Linked DNA regions of Mus musculus: all the other regions are linked to region 3. The links are chromatin contacts, called in public Hi-C and promoter capture Hi-C maps. All regions are on one chromosome and are shown on one strand. The core of a region is the stretch at or near the end of the contact, and the rest is flanking DNA. Distances in the headings are between cores, read along the strand shown. Region 1 holds the start of Eci2 (enoyl-Coenzyme A delta isomerase 2). Region 2 has its middle 60 kb from the start of Gm30549. Region 3 holds the start of Fars2 (phenylalanine-tRNA synthetase 2 (mitochondrial)).

Region 1 (3,099 bases), core at 559-3,058, 1.1 Mb after region 3:
ATCCAGGCAGTACTAACTGAGTAAGAACAAACCCAGTCAGTACTAGTCGAGTAAGAGTAATATAGAAACAGTGAGGCCCAAAGAAAGACTAGACAGAAACAGGTATGAGGGCTTGTAAATCAAAACAGAAAACAAACAAAAAAAAAAACAGCTACTAAAAGATCACAGATCACAGATACATACAGAGAAACCAGTAGTGAGACAGAGGACATTCAGGCTTCTTTAAGATTTCTAGACTTCACTGTTGATTGCTATTGATAGAATTTTTATATGCCATAATGATAACATGAGCTGATGGTTTTAATAGTATAAATAAAAACAAGCACTCTGGTTGGCATCTCCATCCATCATAGGTTCCATGGCACCGTCTCAAGAAACATCTCCCAGAATACTGAGCAGACCCTGTGAAGTAGAACCCCCAAGATTCAGTTTCACTGGGAACATTTCCTGGCTCTTGTGACCACCAGGCCTGGGTGTCTGTATCAAATCCCTTCTTAGACAGCACTGCTCACGTGCAGTCAAGCCTCTAAGGTAGGACCTAATTGACCCACACACCTCCTTCTCCAAGGTCTTTATAAGAACCAGGAGTGGAGATTCGAACTCTGGTGAGATCTTGAGGAGGATTCTGCCATTCTCACTCTAGTACAGAAACAAAACTCTCAGAGACATGCCCGGGCATCTTGACTGCACTGTAAAGTAGATCAAAAGCATACCCAATGGCTCTTTTTAAAAAAATGTATTTGTTGTAACTTTTTTGTTTTACTTTGTCTATTTATTTAACTGTCGTTATGTAATTGGTTTTGCATACTGGTATTATGCATACCATCTGTGTGTCTGAGGGCTGTTTAGGTCATAAAATGTGTCTGTCCCCTTGGAACTGGAGTTATGAATGGTTATGACCCACCCTGTAGATTCAGAGAAACCAAACCCGGGCTTTCTGCAAGAGCCACGACTGTTCTCAAATAGCCTAGTCAATTCTCTAGCTCTACCAATTAGCTCTTCCGTGGCTCTCTATTACTCTTAGCACAGAACATATATATATTCATATCAAGAATTTTATCTACGTGCAAAGAGGATCATTTGAGTCGGCAGGGAGGTCTAGGACTCACTATGAAGGTACTTTACAATGCTAGTTCCAGGTCTCACACACTACAAGAGCTTCTTAACGTGGGCGCAGTGATCCTCAAGCTCAACTAATACTCTGCTCAGTGTGGTTCCCTTTCCTTGCGAACTGCCCCACCCCCACCCCAATCTTCAGCCAGACGTGGTGTTTACTGGAGGTGGCCTCTGCTAAGCATGAGAATCACCTTAGGGGCAAACGCCTACATTAATGAAGCTTATACCGTTTCATGTTCAGCTTAAACTTAATTGTGCAAGATAAGCATATCCAGGAGCACTCTTGTCCATATAATCTTTTAAACATAATGTTCCATGACCTTAGACTGAACGTGCTCAGGAGCGTGCTCCTAACTAAACATTCTGGGAGCTGTCCGGTTTGTAAATAAATATGCTTAGGCTCTCTGATTAATATTCCGAAGAACACAGTGAACCGCCTCCGTACCCTGTCCCTCTTTGCCAGATCTTGTGCCAATCACCTTTGTACGGAGTTGGACCTGGGCCAGGCATTCTAGGCTCCTCCTCGAAACCCGCCCATTCTCAACTCTGAAGGAGTCGCTAGTCGCACCCCTGCCCAGGGCTCACATCCAAGATTATCTCCGCCAGTCTTTTTGTCCCCGGGTCCTTTCACAGGCCGAGCTCACATCCTGGCCCCGCCCCTGAACCCTGGCCCCACCCACGCCCGGAGCGCACCTCTGGCTCCGCCCCTTCCCGGTCTTGCCCTGCAGTTTCTGCTGGGCCTAAGCCTCCGGGCTCAGTTTGACCACAGTATCTAGCTATGGCGGCAGTGACCTGGAGTCGGGCTCGATGCTGGTGTCCGAGGTAAGCTTGCAGCCTCGACTCTCCGGCCCAAAGTCGCCAGCGGGAATTTTCGCCCGCCCACGGAGCCGCCCGCTTTGTCATCTGGCCTGGCTAGCGAGACAGCAGGATATTACTTTGACGATTTCCCAGCGAGAGAGCTCTAAAGAGTGACCTCGAAGGTTCTTCCTCTGCTGAGTCCCAAAGGGTAAGGATGGACGCGCTCCGGTCGCCTCCGTCGGTGCTTGGGTCCCCGGGGCACCCAGGCCTCCAGGCCCAGCCCGGGACTTCCTAGGGCACGCACGCAGTGCCTTGGCTAAGATGACACTTTGTCCAATATTGCTAGTTAGCTCTGAGCGCTGCTGAACCAGTGTGGGGTTTCAAGCAGTAAGCTCACTTTGTTCAGAGAAGTGGCTGGAGAGAGTGCTCCATAAGTAATAACCCAAAGAACTATGGAGCAAAGTGAACCGCTGTGTGACTTTCTCAAAAGGCAAAACTTACCCTCCATTTGAATGAGCGTGCAATAAGCGTCAGTGGGAAGTTGCTTACTTAGGGAAACTGTTGGGGTTTTTGTTGTTGTTGTTGTTTTTGTTTGTTTGTTTGTTTGTTTTTCGAGACAGGGTTTCTCTGTATAGCCTTGGATATCCTGGAGCTCACTTTGTAGACCAGGCTGGCCTTGAACTCAGAAATCCGCCTGCCTCTGTTGTAGATGCATGCTGTTCTGATCAACATGAGTTGGAGCCAATCAGTAATCCTGTTGCTGCAGAAATAAAAGGGCAAGGAACAAACAGAAACCACTATTTGTAGTGTCCTGCAGGTCTTCAGATTACAAGTGGCTAAACTGCACTTGGGCAGACCAACAATGAGAGCCAGTCAGCAGGACTTTGAAAATGCATTGAACCAGGTGAAACTCTTGAAGAAGGACCCGGGAAACGAAGTGAAGCTAAGACTCTATGCACTGTACAAGCAGGTAATAGACTGAGCTCTGTTGTAACTTAAACGCATTTTGAGCAAATGATTCCTGAATTTGATACGTTTCTGATACGTTTCTAACACTGTTTCTAACATTCCGGTTGCATGGCTGGCTCCCCTTTGGGGTGTATGTATGCAGGCTTTATTTTGTTTTGTTTTTCATATTAGGCCTTTATATGCTATTAAAGCACAGAGTAGCCTCCTCTGCTTCTC
Region 2 (3,078 bases), core at 388-2,887, 1.0 Mb before region 3:
AGTAGAGATGGAAAATGTGACCAACCTATGAAACAGAATTTCCCTCTGACCCTTAGATGGACAGGTTCATTTCTGTGAGTTCTAGAAGAAACCCCTTGGTATAAGCAAATAGAGTGAACAATTTCAAACAGCAATGACATTGCCTTGTAAATGAAATTGCCACAGGATTTGACCAGGAGATAATCAGTGGGCATCTTGGCAAGGGTTGTTTTATTTTTAGTAGTGAGAACCAAAGTTTATTTGAAATAGGGGGAAGAAATAACAGGAGAAGAGATGGAGTAAAAAGCATAAAAATATTCATATGGAGGATGCAATAAGAGTGGACTAGAATCTAGAAGTGAGGTGAAGAACAAGTGAGGGCTTATCATATTGAGATTGTATGCCAGTGTATACAAATGAGGATTGCTCAAGAGAGTTGGAAAATGTGACCAACATATGAATCAGAATGGGAGACCTTTGAGACTGTTGTCACTGTGGAGATGGACAGAGGTAGCAAGTCCTTCATGGTATTCAATATCCTCTCCTTCAGGAGGCATTCCCTGATATGTATGCAGTGCAAGATGGAGAGCCTCTGGGAAGCACTGGCCACTGTTGTTGTTAGCACTAAGCCCTGTTTGTGCTTCCTTTTCATTTTTAAACCTTGCCTTACTGTAAGACACACCCAACTCAAGCAGGGATCATGTCTGCCTTAATCAATGCCTAGTCACCATCTCACTGCAGATAACTAAACAAATATTTATTGAGTGAACGAGTCTATTGATTGACAGAATAAAAGAGCTTGCTAGTCATTGCTTCATGTGATAGGGAAGTTCCACTCTGACAGGTTCAATCCTATGGGCCATAGCCATCACATACATCATTATAGAGCAGTGGTTTTCAGCTTTCCTAATGCTGGAACCCTTAATACAGTTCCTCAAGTGGTGGTGACTCCCAACCATTAAATTATTCTTGCTGCTACTTCACAACTGTAGTTCTGCTACTGTTATGAATCATAATGTAAATATCTGTTATGAAGATGATCATAGGCAACCCCCTGTGAATGGGTCACAACCCACAGGTTAAGAATCACTGGGATAGGGGTTGCCAGGCACCAGCTCTGGGATTTTAAGTGTGTACTGCATGCTTAGCTTTTAACATGGGTCCTGGGAATCAAACTCAGGAATGTAAGTTTATGTACCCAACACTCGAGTGACTGACCTGTCTTCCCAGCCATACCAGCCACCCCTAATAGAGAAACTTAACTTTTCAAGTGCATTATCTTGGCCAAAGACAGTTTCACTGGTGTGGTGGCAACAAAAAGTCTCTTTGAAGTGGAAAAGGGGGCATGATCAGAAGGACTTTGCAGGCCCATCCATTAGTTCCCCACTAACCTCCTCTTTAGATCTAATTCTACATGATTCTCCCCCTCTGCCCCCTGCCCCGCTCCTAATTTCCCCAACATCATCAGCAAACATTTGAAATTCTGGCAGAAGTGAAAGAAACTACAATAGTTGTACCGATAGATTGATTAGCTTCCCTTAGATTTCCTGGTGGACAGGTTTGTTAGCTTTCGTTGGTAGCCGTTCAAACACCTGCCACTCAAGGGTTCCGGTACAAGAGGGAGAAGCAGCCTTTCCTCCAGCTAGCTTGCCTGTGAACTCTCTGTGGGTGTGTGACTTTACAGAAATAGAACGGCTCTGGCGGTTACTTAGGATTGCAACACAGCGAAACGTGAAATTGCTTTGCAGCTGTTCTTTGCAAAACGGACCCATTCAATACGGTCTTATTTTTTTCCATTTAAGATTCCTAATGACAAGGCCAAGTCAGTTGGCTTCAGTGAACTGAGCTGCATCAGGGACCAATATTTACTGGCCTTCAAGCAGGTGCCTATTTCCCTGTTGAGACCCTGGTCAGGTCCAGGAGCTAAACTGAATAGGATTTTGGAATGATTTGGCATTTAGCTATGGATATTTTGATTTTCAAGTCCAATATTTTCCAACTTAATGCAGTTTTGCATAGATTTACTGGTGGCTTAGGAATTTAGTTTCTTACTCTGGGATGGGGTCAGTATTTGCTCTACTGATAGCTTGATAGCATATCTCAGCACCATGTAGTGTTTTAGTTTGAATAGGGCTTATTACTTTCATCTAAACAGCAGTATGGGAATTGGTTTGTCCAGCTAATGCAATAGCCCAAAGGCTAGCAATCCCATTTGGAAAGCTTAATGTAATATTTATTAGATTCTGGAGATTAATGTAGTTAATTCTTGATTGTCTGGATGTGGTTTATAAATATTATCAAACTCTCTCTTTTCAGATTCTGGGCAGTAAATTACACCAGAAAAGCAAATTTCATAGTAAATGAGCTATTTGATATGCACAAATCTCCTTGTTCAATATGCACATTTTAGAATTTTATTTTGGTTCACTACTGGAATATTATCTGATCAAAATAAAACATAAAGGGAGCAGCTTGATATAAAGAACCCCTCTTTGGATTGAGGTCCCTGTACCACTACTGATCATTTGTGTGCTATTAGACAAGCAATATTTAGGCATTTTGAACAAGTTTGGGCATGCTCAAGCTCAAATATGGCGTAGTTAAAACACCTGTTCTCTATCTGTCTCAGGACTATTGTGAAGTTAACAGAAAGCTGAATCTTGTTTAACTTCCATGTCATCTTTGAAAATGCTATGTAGTTGTTAAATAAAATGTACTTGTTGCAGAGGATTGCCATATCTGGCCTCAATGGGAGGGGAGGTCCTTGGCCCAGGAGAGGCTCGATGCCCCAGTACAGGGGGATGCTAGAGCAGTGAGGCAGAAGTGTGTGGGTTGTTAGGTGGGGGAGCACCCTCATAGAAGTAGGGGGAAGAAGGGATGGGATAGGGAGTTTTTGTCGGGGAAACTAGGAAAGGAGACAACATTTGAAATGTAAACAAATAAAATAACCAATAAAAATAAATTAAAAAGTGTACCTTGTAAACTCCAAAGAAATACACACATATATTAGGATTTGCATTGTTTCATAATCAGTCCTTCCTATTCTTCTTCTTCTTCTTCTTCTTCTTCCTCCTCTTCCTTCTCCTACTTGACTCACTT
Region 3 (3,233 bases), core at 670-3,169:
TGAAAAATGTTTAATTACTGTGATTTAACTCTACATTAGATTAGTCGATTGTGTTCATTGCTAGTACAAAGTCCAAATCCATAGCCTGACTAATTTTCCCCAACACTAAGAAGCTATCAGTTTCCTAATCTCAACTGCTCTTTAACTGAAAAAGCTACTGCCCAAACTATTTTAACTCTGCATATTCTATGAGCTGCATTTGATCACACAAAGATAAGCCAGGTCGATACATTACTGTACACATTAGTAATTAACTCCTTTGTAATTAGGCATCAACTGCATACAGTAATTATCCTAATTTCACTTTCAAGATGAAAGTAAAATACATTTAAAACATATTCCCCACTCTTTTATGACAAATCAAAGTAATTTAAAACGTTTTTCCTTCTCATTCTGGTAATTTTGTCTACCTGTAACTTTTAATGTGTAGGTTTTCCTGGGGCATTATTATCAATAGCAATCAATATTCTATTACCTCAAGAGACCACAGCTCTGTTCTGACTCTGCAACAAGGGGAAAACCTACTTTACAGATGTCAGCCATTTAGAAAGTTGCAAGTAAAACTCAAAATATTAATGGATCCCATTAAACTTGAGTCAGTGACCTGATCAAACAAACAGAAAGGGAACAAAAGGCAAGTTCTGTTCCATTTATTTAAAAATTAAATTTGAAATTTAAAAATCTATTTTGACTAAGACAAAAATCAAACAGGGGCTTAAGAGTGTTTTTATAAAAGCACTGTATCGTCAATACCTTTGATTGCCACTACATCAAGACGAGTAGGTATACTTAGATTCAAGGACAACAAGTTGCAAACATGTGATCCAGAAAAACACAGATTGTTTCGAATAGAGAATGAAAGCTTGATACACCAAAACAAATGATAAGGCATGGTAAATTGACTTCCGTCTTATCGTTAAAATGACTCTTTGCTGTATTTAGGGACAGAGAATTTGCAGGTAGTGGCTTGTTGCACCATCTTAATATAAAACAATATTCCAAAACTAACGAGTGAGTTCCAAACACAAGAACCAGAATTATTCGAAGCTTCTCTTCGCACAGTCCTAAGATCAAGGAACAACCCAAAAACTTAAGTACTTTAGTAAGCTGGTCCGTGATAGCTAAAAGCTGAGAAAAACCCTCTTTTTGCCTTGGGTCTGAAATGATGTCTAGGAAATCCCCTAAAGTCCTAAGGGTTCCCTTATTAATCATGACATCTAATTTATTTATGTGCTTGTTTGTTTATTTATGTTTACGCACTACAAAACCGTGCTCTTAACAAAAACAGTAGTGCATCCCACACTTTTAATCCCAGCACCGGGAAATCTGTGACCAGGAGCTCAAGGGCAGTCTGGACTACAAAACGAGACCCCGTCTCAAAAACAGGAAAGAAAAAAAAAAAAAAACAGAAAAGAAAAGAAAGAAAAAATAGTAAACAAACAAAAAATAGTGTAGCCCCTTAGTGAAGATCCCGGAAATGGAAGTCACAGCCGAATGCAAAGTGCATAACAGTCGGCGACCTGACACCTCTACTCTGCAGCAAGGCCAGCACTCACCCAGCGTACGCCGGGGAAACCAAACGCGGGCGTTTCGAAGTCCGCAAAGCGGCCACACACTCACTCCGCCGTCACTGAGCTTAACCTCTGGCTACCGAGACGCTGGGCGCGCTGGGCGCCGCCATCTTGACGGGAAGAGGCCAGGGCCCTAGGTCCCTTGAGCCGCTCGCCCAAAGACAAGCCGGTGCGCCAGGAAGTCGCCAGCTAGTTACCTCCGCACCACTGGCGCTGCGTCCCCCAGTCACGATGACACTGATAAACTCAGGCTGCCAACCAGACGGATCCAAAGCAAAGTCACCCTCGTTTTCGTGCACAGCAGGTCAGGCAGCGCCAAAGACAGCCGAGCCGGGCAGGGGCAGGGCTGGGGAGCGCGGCTCGTAACCCAGGCAACGGGGCCTAGGCAGGTGTAGGGGGCGTGGTGTCAGGAGACACCGGGATCTCGGCCACGCCCCCGGGCGGTTCGAAAGGCGGAGGAGGCTTTGAGCCCTGGTGTTCGAGCCCGCGACTGTCCTCCCGAGGAGCGAGCCTGGGGCTGGACGGCTCGGCCTCCTGCCGCCCGAGGAGCCTGTGAGGAACGCGGAGCCTCCAGGACACGGGCGCCACCCCTTAGCTGCCCGCCGCCCTGCCTGCGGCGCCACCTCTCGCGCAGGACGCGAGCCAGGCCGCGCGCGAGCCAGGCGGAGCCTCTCTTCTCCTGCCTTCCAGCGTGCTTTTTTTTTTTTTTTTTTTTTTTTGCATCGTTTGACATTTGGGTTCAGTTAAACTTGGGGCTTCTACGAAGAAGGACCTGTTTGGTTTTGTTGTTAGGGTGTTTTTTGGTTTGTTTGTTTTTGTTTATTTTCAACATGGCAGCCTCCAGCCGCGCACAAGTTTTAGATCTGTACCGGGCGATGATGAGAGAGAGCAAGCATTTCAGCGCCTACAATTACAGGTGACCCGGGGGGAGGGCCGGGAATCGGGTGCCCAGCTCTGTCTGCGGGGGTCGCGGATCAGGCGGCCACAACCTGTGAAAGTGACAGGCTCCACTCCCATGACGCGCACGTGCAACTGTCCACCCCCAGGTGTGACCCTCAGAGCCCTGGAGGGGAGGAGCCAAGGACTTGCCCTTCAAATGCTGGGATACCTTCCCTGAACTGACACCCACATAGGGGCTTTAGGACCATTAAACAGTGTCCTGTTTCTGCGGTACAAAGTGATGAACGCGAAGCTACCAGTGAGAAGCTAGGACAAGGAAACTTAGGGCATACCTATATCTTGCCTTGAGATTACAAGAGTGGAAGCAGGCAGTCTAGACCACGTGGACACAAAACTGAAGGCTTGCTCTAGGGCCCCCTTTCATTTCACTAGTGTTTTAATTCGTGACGTTGGTTCCAAGTATCAGATACGTTCTTACTAAAGGATGGTGGAGAGGGGCTACATATTCATGTTAAAGGTAAAATGAGTTGCTAAGCCTTTAAAAACTGAATTCTTAGTTTATCCAGCCTCGCCAAACTGAAATCTTACTGCTAGATCCTAGAGTCTAGGACCTATAACAAGAGGACAGGAGCATCAATTCTTCAAAAACATTTAAAACTTAAATTTATTTTAAGTTATAAAATGTATGTTAATGAGTTACTATGCGTGCACCTCACTTAAATGCACTAAAACTTACATTTTTAACTCTGCCCCATTTCTTTC

What was found. Promoter capture Hi-C pulls out the DNA fragments that hold promoters and counts their contacts. Hi-C and Micro-C count contacts between places; a contact is called where the count stands out from the background.
Region 1: a contact with region 3 is called in a Hi-C map of uterus, with 4 times the contacts expected there. The contact joins the promoter of Eci2 here to the promoter of Fars2 in region 3. A contact is called at or near these places in 2 of 39 promoter capture datasets (neutrophils and pre-B cells) and 2 of 484 Hi-C or Micro-C datasets (CD4 T cells and uterus).
Region 2: a contact with region 3 is called in a promoter capture Hi-C map of 3T3-L1-derived adipocytes, with 4 times the contacts expected there. The contact joins the enhancer-like site here to the promoter of Fars2 in region 3. A contact is called at or near these places in 3 of 39 promoter capture datasets (3T3-L1-derived adipocytes, hippocampal neurons and liver) and 1 of 115 datasets of contacts at active chromatin or transcription factors (the SCID.adh cell line).

Annotation. Positions count from the first base shown.
Region 1 is chr13:34,992,853-34,995,951 of GRCm38.p6, reverse strand. Eci2 (enoyl-Coenzyme A delta isomerase 2) reads left to right here and starts at 1,808. Exons shown (of 10, transcript NM_001110331.1): 1 at 1,808-1,938; 2 at 2,722-2,884. The coding sequence starts at 1,895.
Region 2 is chr13:37,129,425-37,132,502 of GRCm38.p6, reverse strand. No RefSeq gene overlaps it. Among named protein-coding and RNA genes, the nearest start is that of Gm30549, 60 kb to the right of the region's middle. Within about 2 kb of position 1,637, at least 66 of the 459 cell types and tissues checked have an H3K27ac peak or open chromatin away from gene starts, as enhancers often do. A contact at or near this core is called in 3T3-L1-derived adipocytes, the SCID.adh cell line and hippocampal neurons, where this site is marked.
Region 3 is chr13:36,116,329-36,119,561 of GRCm38.p6, reverse strand. Fars2 (phenylalanine-tRNA synthetase 2 (mitochondrial)) reads right to left here and starts at 1,919. Exons shown (of 7, transcript NM_024274.3): 1 at 1,557-1,919. It overlaps Lyrm4 (LYR motif containing 4), which reads left to right and starts at 2,205. Exons shown (of 3, transcript NM_201358.2): 1 at 2,205-2,487. The coding sequence starts at 2,402.